Linked DNA regions of Ovis aries: region 1 is linked to region 2. The links are chromatin contacts, called in public Hi-C maps. All regions are on one chromosome and are shown on one strand. Each heading gives the region's core, a stretch centred on a gene start, on an enhancer-like site or on the middle of the called end of the contact. The rest is flanking DNA. Distances are from core to core; before and after follow the strand shown. Region 1 holds the start of UBXN2B (UBX domain protein 2B). Region 2 holds the start of BPNT2 (3'(2'), 5'-bisphosphate nucleotidase 2).

The links. A called contact is a pair of places that touch in the nucleus more often than the background predicts.
Region 1: a contact with region 2 is called in a Hi-C map of liver, with 6 times the contacts expected there. The contact joins the promoter of UBXN2B here to the promoter of BPNT2 in region 2. A contact is called at or near these places in 2 of 16 Hi-C or Micro-C datasets (liver and tail adipose tissue).

The regions. Positions count from the first base shown.
Region 1 is chr9:37,586,460-37,590,703 of ARS-UI_Ramb_v3.0, reverse strand. UBXN2B (UBX domain protein 2B) reads right to left here and starts at 2,739. Exons shown (of 7, transcript XM_042254234.1): 1 at 2,633-2,739. The coding sequence starts at 2,716.
Region 2 is chr9:36,891,337-36,895,763 of ARS-UI_Ramb_v3.0, reverse strand. BPNT2 (3'(2'), 5'-bisphosphate nucleotidase 2) reads left to right here and starts at 2,840. Exons shown (of 5, transcript XM_004011964.5): 1 at 2,840-3,480. The coding sequence starts at 3,094.

The sequences.
Region 1 (4,244 bases), core at 1,490-3,989, 700 kb before region 2:
TGTCACTAACACTCCTGTCCCAAACTTCCCCCTTTAATGTTTCCAATTCTGGAGGAGGAAGGGAGATAAAATCTACTCTTAATGTGGGACCCACAGGAAATTTCTGCTTTTAGAGTCAGAGGCTCACTGCGCTGGGAGGCTTTTGGGGGCCGACCATCCATCTTTCCTGGTGTGGTAAATGAGGAAATCTCTCCTAATTTAGAGGCTGACAAACCCTACACTGCACGGCAGCTGAGAAATAGGCACTAAGCAGTACTTCTGCTTGTTCCAATTAGTAACACACCACCTTTCTCTCCTCAATAATACTGTGAAAGACTCTTCGAGCAAGTTGTCAGGAAATTAAGAAGTATCTACTGAAAACTGAACTAACTGGGTAATGCTTAAAATAAGCACAGCTAGATTAAACAATAAAAAGATAATCCAAAAATATTCACTATCCAAGAAACCAGCTGGGGAGAACATTATCCAATTCTTTTAAACCTTTGATACACACTATTTCTTCATATGTCATTACTTTGGTTCTTTTGTTCTGGGGTTTCTTTGCATATTCTTCACATTCTTATTAAATTCTAAAATAAACATTATCAATACTTAATGTATTTGGAATGCCAAATCACATTCATAAAAAAAAATCAGTTATCTACCTACCGAAAAGTAGATAGGACACTGGAAAAAAAGAGTTTATTTTCTAATTGATGGTGGAAAGGAAGGCATTCTCAAAACTAGCGATATCTACAACATTTCCAACAATTAATCATATCAATCCAGTGGACTCAGTCTAAATTTGACAAGTATGAGGTGATCATTAACCAAGCTATTCTCATTTTTCACATAAGAAGAAATAGATTTAAATTAGACAAAGGATATTAGGTCACATAGTTTTAACTTAATAGCATTAGATGGACTAACCAGTGAAAGTTACAGTATTTTTCTCCTTTAAGGGAAAAAGAACCAAGTATTTAGTAAGCAAGTCTGAGCCAGGGTAATACTGGACTGAAGAGGCACTTTATAGACATTCCTTTATTTCATCCTTGACACCTGTGATCAACAATCCTGAGTTTATGAATAAAGACACAGGATCCGAGAGGTTAGGACATTTCTCCTACACTCAGGTAACTACTAAGCACCAAGGTCAAGAAGCAAGCTGAAGTTGTTCTGACCAGGAACACCATTTTCCCCCAAGGGCACATGCTGCGTCTTAGTGATGCTGGCCTTCAATAGACAAGATCAGGGAGATGAAACCTTCCTACTCCTGGATTCTGTTTACCACTACTAAATTGAGTCATAAATACTGCAAATGTTTTATCAATACACTGAGTTCGTTTCCTAAGCTGACACTGATTACTCCATTCTCCAAATTCATCACTGTATGCACTGCTTATCCTGGCACTCAATCATCCTCCATCTTTAAAGTGTTAGGTTAAATACATGTGTATCTTATTTAGGTAAACAATGGGTAGAAATGCCTTTCACGCTTCTAGGCCCTTCCACGGTGTTCCAGCACCAACTGTGGATTTGATGTACTATTTATCTCTGCATTCCCAGAGCTTAGTAGTATATTACAGGGCAGGTGGTCAACATACATTCGTTTAAAGAAGCAGAATGAAGGTGTGACAATAAAGAATTATAATAGACCTTTTCTACCAAGCCTTGTAGATGGAGTGACATTCATGTTTAATTATAGTCCCCATAGGCATCTGGGGTTTCCCAGGTGGCTCAGTGGTAAAAAAATCCACTTGCCAATGAAGGAGATGGTGGTTCGATCCCTGGGTTGGGAAGATCCCCTGGAGAAGGAAATGGCAATCCACTCCAGTATTCTTGCCTGGAGAATCCCATGGACAGAGGAGCCTGGCGGGCTACAGTCCATGGGGTCGCAAACCGCGACTGAGCACACAGAGATCTTTACTGTTTGAATTTTATCAATCATCTTACAAAGGGACAGTTAAAAAAAACACCCTGAAATGAGTAGCCTGAAGCACCTGGCAGAGCAAGACTCGGGGCGCTGGTATCGAGGCCATTAATGTCAATGTCCTGTAACATTACAAAGTTTTACATCCCCGTTTCTTAGATGCAATGTTTTCTACCCTATAGCAGTTACGACCAGGGTGCGAGCCGACCAGGGTGCGAGCCGTAGGATGAAATACCTTTTTAGTTCACTTTGAAAGGGAAAATCTCTGATTAAAAAGGAACCATTTTTACATTTAAATAAGCCAGAAACAGCATCCGAGAGAAACAAGACCAAACCGTTACATTTAAATAAGCCAGAAACAGCATCCGAGAGAAACAAGACCAAACCGGCTTCCCTGTGACTCGACTTCCCCACGGCCACCTCAGAGTTTCCTTCTGCAGAAGTCTGACCGGAGCGTCAACCAGTGAAGCATTCAACTGACCCTTCAAAGAAGCCATTCGGAATCAACAGATGCTTCTTAAACGGCAAGAGGGGTGGAGGGGAAACGCCGCCGGGACACCTGAGAGCGCGGGGCGCCGACACTCGTTTCTCCCGACGCCCCTGCCCGGCGTGCTGCCCGGGGGAGACCCACGGAGTCCGAGTTCGGTCCCCGGGCGGGTCTGAGGAAGCTCGACCGCGACCGGAACGGCCCCACACATTCCCCAGCCGCACCGCCCGCCGCACCTGCAAGTCCCGCGCGCTTGGGGGCCGCGGCCCCGCCGCCCTCGGCGCCTCCTCGCCCGCCTCTCCGCCGCCGCCCTCCGCCATCTTTCACCGCTCCCGGCGCCGCCGCCGACGCGCCTCCCGCGACTTCCGGGGCCGGTTGCCTGGCAACGGCGGGGCGGGGCGGTCCCTGTGAGCCCCCGCCTCCCCCGCCCCCCCGCGCGCCCCTCTTCCGGCACCCGCCCACCTGTCCGGTACTGCTCCTTTCCTTAAAGGAAGTTGGCTCAGAGTTTTCCCTTCTGAGAAGGGCAGCACGGACTTGCGGATTTCTTTACCCAGTGGTGGCAATGACTTCTGGAGAGTTCATCTGATGGAAAGTGCCACCTTACTTTTCCAATCTCGGTCATATTCTCTCGTTTCCCTGCCAAGGATTGGGTGGCGCGTCGTCCCCAAAGCGTGAAGTGTTGTTGAGAAAGAACCCCGTAAACTCTCTTTGCGATTGAGCTGCTGCTGCTGCTGCTAAGTCGCGTCAGTCGTGTCCGACTCTGTGCGACCCCATAGACCGCAGCCAACCAGGCTCCCCCGTCCCTGGGATTCTCCGGGCAAGAACACGAGTGGGTTGCCATTTCCTTCTCCAGTGCATGAAAGTGAAAAGTGAAACTCAAGTCACTCAGTCTTGTCCGACTCTTCGCGACCCCATGGACTGCAGCCCACCAGGCTCCTCCGCCCATGGGATTTTCCAGGCAAGAGTACTGGAAGGGGGTGCCATTGCCTTCTCCGGCGATTACAGCTAGAGACTCCTAAATTCTCTTTATTCATCTGTTATTTGTTCAAACTCCTGTCTTATCACAGGTTTTTTCTATGACCCCAGACACAAAAGTGAAAAGGAAGTAGTCCTGGTCATTATAAACCTCACAGTCTAGCGGAGGAAAAGAGATATAAACAGAGTAAATGCCATTTGCAGTGAAACTTTGCAGGAAATGTTAGGAGTGGAATATGGGTGTGAAGCGAAATATTCTGTTCGCACCTGCTGCGTACACCGTGCTGGGTGCGTTCTTTGTGTTCTCTTGTCTACTGCTCTAGGTGAGTATTGTTATTCCGTGTTATACCCGAGGAAAACTGATGACAAGTAACCACTAAATTCACCCTGTTGTGAATGGTGGTAGCGGATAAGCCTTGCATTTGTTGGTTATCCCAATGTTCTTTTTAGTACAATATTTGTTGTTCAGCCGCTCTGTCGTGTCGCACTCTGCAACCCCACGGACTGCAGTATGCCAGGCTTCCCTGTCCTTGACTGTCTCCAGGAGTTTGCTCAAACTCATGTCCGTTGAGTCGGTGATGCCATCCAACCATCTCGTCCAACATCTTGTCCAATAAGTACAACCGTCTTTTTCAATTAGTACAACATTCTGCCCTAGAAATCCCTGGATCTTCCTTATATCCCATAAAGCCAATGGCATTTTGCCCCAGTCTTGAAGGATAAGTGCTCCTGATAAACTTTGAACCTAAAAGGACCACAGGGAAAGACATGGGTTTGAAATACCATGTTCATGCTGGTAAAATACCACATGGCTGAACCTTAGGAGAAATGATAAAAGATGGTTGGGGTTGGAGCATGTGATTGCCATCTAGT
Region 2 (4,427 bases), core at 1,591-4,090:
GTAAATATATAATCATTGGTCTTATAGTATAAGGCAGGACTTTTCTTTGCTATTAACTTGTTGCAGTGTCAACTCTATGGGTAAAGCACCATCTACAGAATGGCCAACTTGGTTTCTTTAAAGTTGAGCAATCTGACTTCAGCATGTGTTTGAACTTACACAATTCTTTTTCTTCACAATCAGTTTTTGCTCCAACACTTAATTTGATGGCAATTTTTCTTTTGGGTGACTCATCTTAATCAGGACATTTAATGCTTTCAGCTTTATACTCACATTTGATTGTTTTACATGATATTTAACTTACATGTATTCATAATAATAATCACAGTGGCAAAACGGGGTTGAAATAAACAAAGCGCATGATGTATATAAAGTTTTACTAGAGGGAGTGAAAAGGAGCAGGTACCCCAAGAATACATACCCTTACTAGGTTTGGGCACAAGGAGAATAGAGAGCAGGGTCAAGCAAGCCAGTTACATGGAAGGTGGTCAAAGAAGTTTCTGCTATTTGTCAATTCTCATTGCTATTAACACTTATACAGAAGAAACATTAGGCAGTCCTCATCATTTTTAACCCCTATAGAAGATTATTTTTGAAAGATCAGTTCACCTCAATTCAAAAACCTATCATTTTATATTTACTTTCATATAATTTTCATATGTGAAGATTATATGCTTCAAAGACGCTTCCAGCAGGCTTCCCTGGTGACTCAGTGATAAAGAACCTACACAGGAGACATGGATTCGATCTCTGGATTGGGAAGATCCCTTGGAAGAGGGCATGGCAACCCACTCCAGTATTCTTTCGTGGGAAATCCTATGGACAGAGAAGCCTGATAGGCTACTGTCCATGGGGTTGCAAAGAGTCAACACAACTGAGTGACTAAAACAACAACAAAGCTTCTAGCAACTTGTTAACTGAAAATGCAAGTTTCTTTTAATCAAATCCCTATGAAGGTTCCAAGACAACATCACTGTCCCAAACATCATAACTAGTTAAATTGCTCTTCTTGTCATAGTTTCTCTTAATGATTACATGCTACCGTTTATCAATACCTATTAGCTGTTATAGATTGTCACCTGAATACTAGAACACTTGGAACTATGATCTTTAAACATAGTCTCATTCTGTGCAAGTGCCTTGGCATCTTCTGTCTCAATTCTTAAACACCCTTCCTGCAGTATAAATGCCTCAGAGCTTTTAGTAACTCTCTCTGTGTCTCACTGAGGCTTTGTATAATGCCAGTGAGCATAGCCCAATATTGCTTTCCAATATCCTTGGAATATACTGCTGATTATTTTTACAAACCTCAGCCAGACTTTACCACAATGCTTTTAATATTTCATAACTACGGCCAACTCCTATCTTTTGCTGATCTCATGGGATGGTTCTGTTGAAGTTAATTAAGCCTTCACTTCAAGCCTAGTCTTTGTATTTATCCCTGGATTTGGTAACCATATTTACCCTGTGACCTTCCCTTTCAGATTTCTTTGGAAAGCAGCTTTGCTTAATTGTGAAGTTGCTCTCCAAAGCTGACCAGGACAGTGCCAGTTCCTTGAGATTTCGTGCTGTCAGCACTCCAGGGGCTGTTACTACACTGATTTGTATTTGTACCTTATTTTGTGCTGTGATTATTTTTAAGCAAGGAAACCAATCTATGGTCTTCCTTTATTGTATCTGCGTTAACCACATGCAAATTCTATAGATACCCTAAACTCTAAGGAAGTGAAAAAGTCTGCCTGTCTCTAATGACTTGCCCAGCAACTGATGTTCATAATTCATCCTGTATACCTGCGGTTTTTAAGGTCGTTAATATTCAAGCTCATTTAAACCCAATGAGTTTTGGCTATAAACAGTAAAACCGGCTACATTTTAAGTTGATTTTAAATAAATATTCTAACATTTATAGTAATACTGCTGACGTTAATGTTCACTGTTAGGATGGAAGATAAACATTAACGCTTATTATAATACTTATTTAAATTTAGTGAACACTTGTTTTTATGGCTAAAACCTCTAGCATAGCAGAAGGCAGTCACTCCTTTTAAACGCTTCTGTAAGTACATATAAAGGGCTTACATTGATTCAAAGATTACATATTATAGACTGACCGTCCTGGGACAATCTTTACATCAAGTGGAGTCTCGCAGGCAATTTCTCTCCCCTCTCAGCCTTTGGGAGGAAGGTGTGGGTAAAGTGGACTTGGCAATGAGGGAAGCCGGGAGTGTATTCTCACACAGTGAAAGCCCAGAACCAAGGTAAGTTCTTCACTTGCACAGAGGATGGCTCATTCTGGCAGGTGAAGGTACAGGGGAAAATCTATACATACAGACAAATACAAATGCATATGCGTTCAGACAGGGGTGCCAACAGAATAAAGTCAAATAAACTTACTCTAATTCCCGCCCAATCCCAGCTCTGTCAGTAAGAGCGCCGAGAGGCGATTTAAAGCTACAGGCTCTGTCTGCACACGCGTCGACGAAAAAGGCATAGACTTTAAACGCCTCGTTGTGTCCCCTTTTCCTCAATAATCAGGGAAGTTTAGACTGTCCCTAGGACTCTATTTCGGCCATACAGTGTCGTTCAAGGAGAGATTTAATTTGAATTTCCACAAGGCACTCGGCATCCTTCTGTGCTTGGGCAGTAATTCCGCCACATCCCCGCAGATTTGAAAACCCAACACCGCCGACGGACCAGAGCAACGCAGGCGGAGCGGTCCAGCGCCTCCCAGTCACCCGGCCGGCCACCCCGCCCCCCGAGGGAGGAGCCTGACTCGCCCCGCCCCGCGCCCCCGCCCCCCACCTCGCGTAACCCGGATACACACCCACGCTCCCCTTTCACCTCGCGGCCGTTGGCTAACGTGGAAGCTAGACCCGCCGGCCGGCTAAGCAGAGGGGAGTGAGCTGTCCCGGGGGAGTCGGGCCCTCGGAACGGCCGCGGGGGGTTTCTCCACGCGGCTCGGTCTTTCCCGGGAGGGAGCGATGGGGCGCGCGGGCTCCGGGGAGCTGGCGCCGGTATAGACCGCGCGGCGCCCGGTTCGGGAGCGCGGGGAGGCCTGTGAGGGCCACCGCCCCGAGCGCCCGGCCTCCCGCCATGGCGCCTATGGGCATCCGCCTGTCCCCGCTGGGGGTGGCCGTGTTCTGCCTGCTGGGGCTCGGCGTGCTCTACCACCTCTACTCGGGCTTCCTGGCCGGCCGCTTCAGCCTCTTCGGCCTGGGCGGCGAGCCGGGCGGCGGGGCGGCGGGGCCCGCGGCCTCGGCCGACGGGGGCACGGTGGACCTGCGCGAGATGCTGGCCGTGTCGGTGCTGGCGGCGGTGCGCGGCGGCGAGGAGGTGCGGCGCGTACGCGAGAGCAACGTCCTCCACGAGAAGTCCAAGGGGAAGACGCGCGAAGGGGCGGACGACAAGATGACCAGTGGGGACGTGTTGTCCAACCGCAAGATGTTCTACCTGCTCAAGACCGCCTTCCCCAGCGTGCAGGTGGGCGCCGGGCGGGCCGGGTGGGCGCGGGCCGGGACGCCTGGACCTCTCCGACAGCCCGGGGCGGTCGGGCTCTGGCTCCGATTGGGCGGATCTGGGGATGGAGACGCACAAGTTGAGGTATTCAAGGTCACACTGAAGAGTTGGTGGAAGAGCTGGGGGAGGTCGCGGGTCGTCGGCTCGGCCCTTCTGGCTCCTCCTCTGGTGTGCGCGTCCTCTGGGCACCGGGGATCTGGAGCTCTGGGGTCTGGAATCCCTGATATTCGAAGGCTAACAAAGTTAACTTCACTCCCTGCCCCCGGCTCTTTTGGCTAGAATCACCGAGGCCCTCTATCTTTATTGCGTTTAGTTGTTGGAAGGGTCGATACACGTTTTCTGGTGGACCTGTCAGGAGCCAGCTGAAGACCTGGAACTGTAGACGTCTGACTTGCTGCAGAGCTGTTAGCATGCAGGGCATTTGTGACTGGTGTGACCACGGTTTACCTTAGCTGTGGACTCATCGGGACCATCTTGATGGCATATATTTAAGGGGCCCTTCAAGGAAGTGTTTGGGAGTATGATTCTCAGCAACTTGACTTCACCCTTCTAGCCCATATTTACTCCAAAGAATGAGAATTGAAGAACGTTTCTTGGGGAAGAAATTGACATTTTCTTAGGGAAATCCAGACATTTCGGATTTGTTGTTAATACCTTTAAACTTCATCATTTCAGGGCAGCTGCTGCTGAATGCATAAAACTTAAAAATGTATTACAATCCAAAGGAAGAGCTCACATAGTGTAGTGGTACTTCCTGAGTGTACTTCCTAACTCACCTAACAGTGGGTTTTGGCAAGGGGAAGAAAAATTGTTTGCAGTTGAATTTCATTAATTAGATAAACAGTGAAATGTAAACCACCGCTTTGGGGGAAGATCTGACCTTTTACTGTTGTTCTTGTAAGAGAGTATTG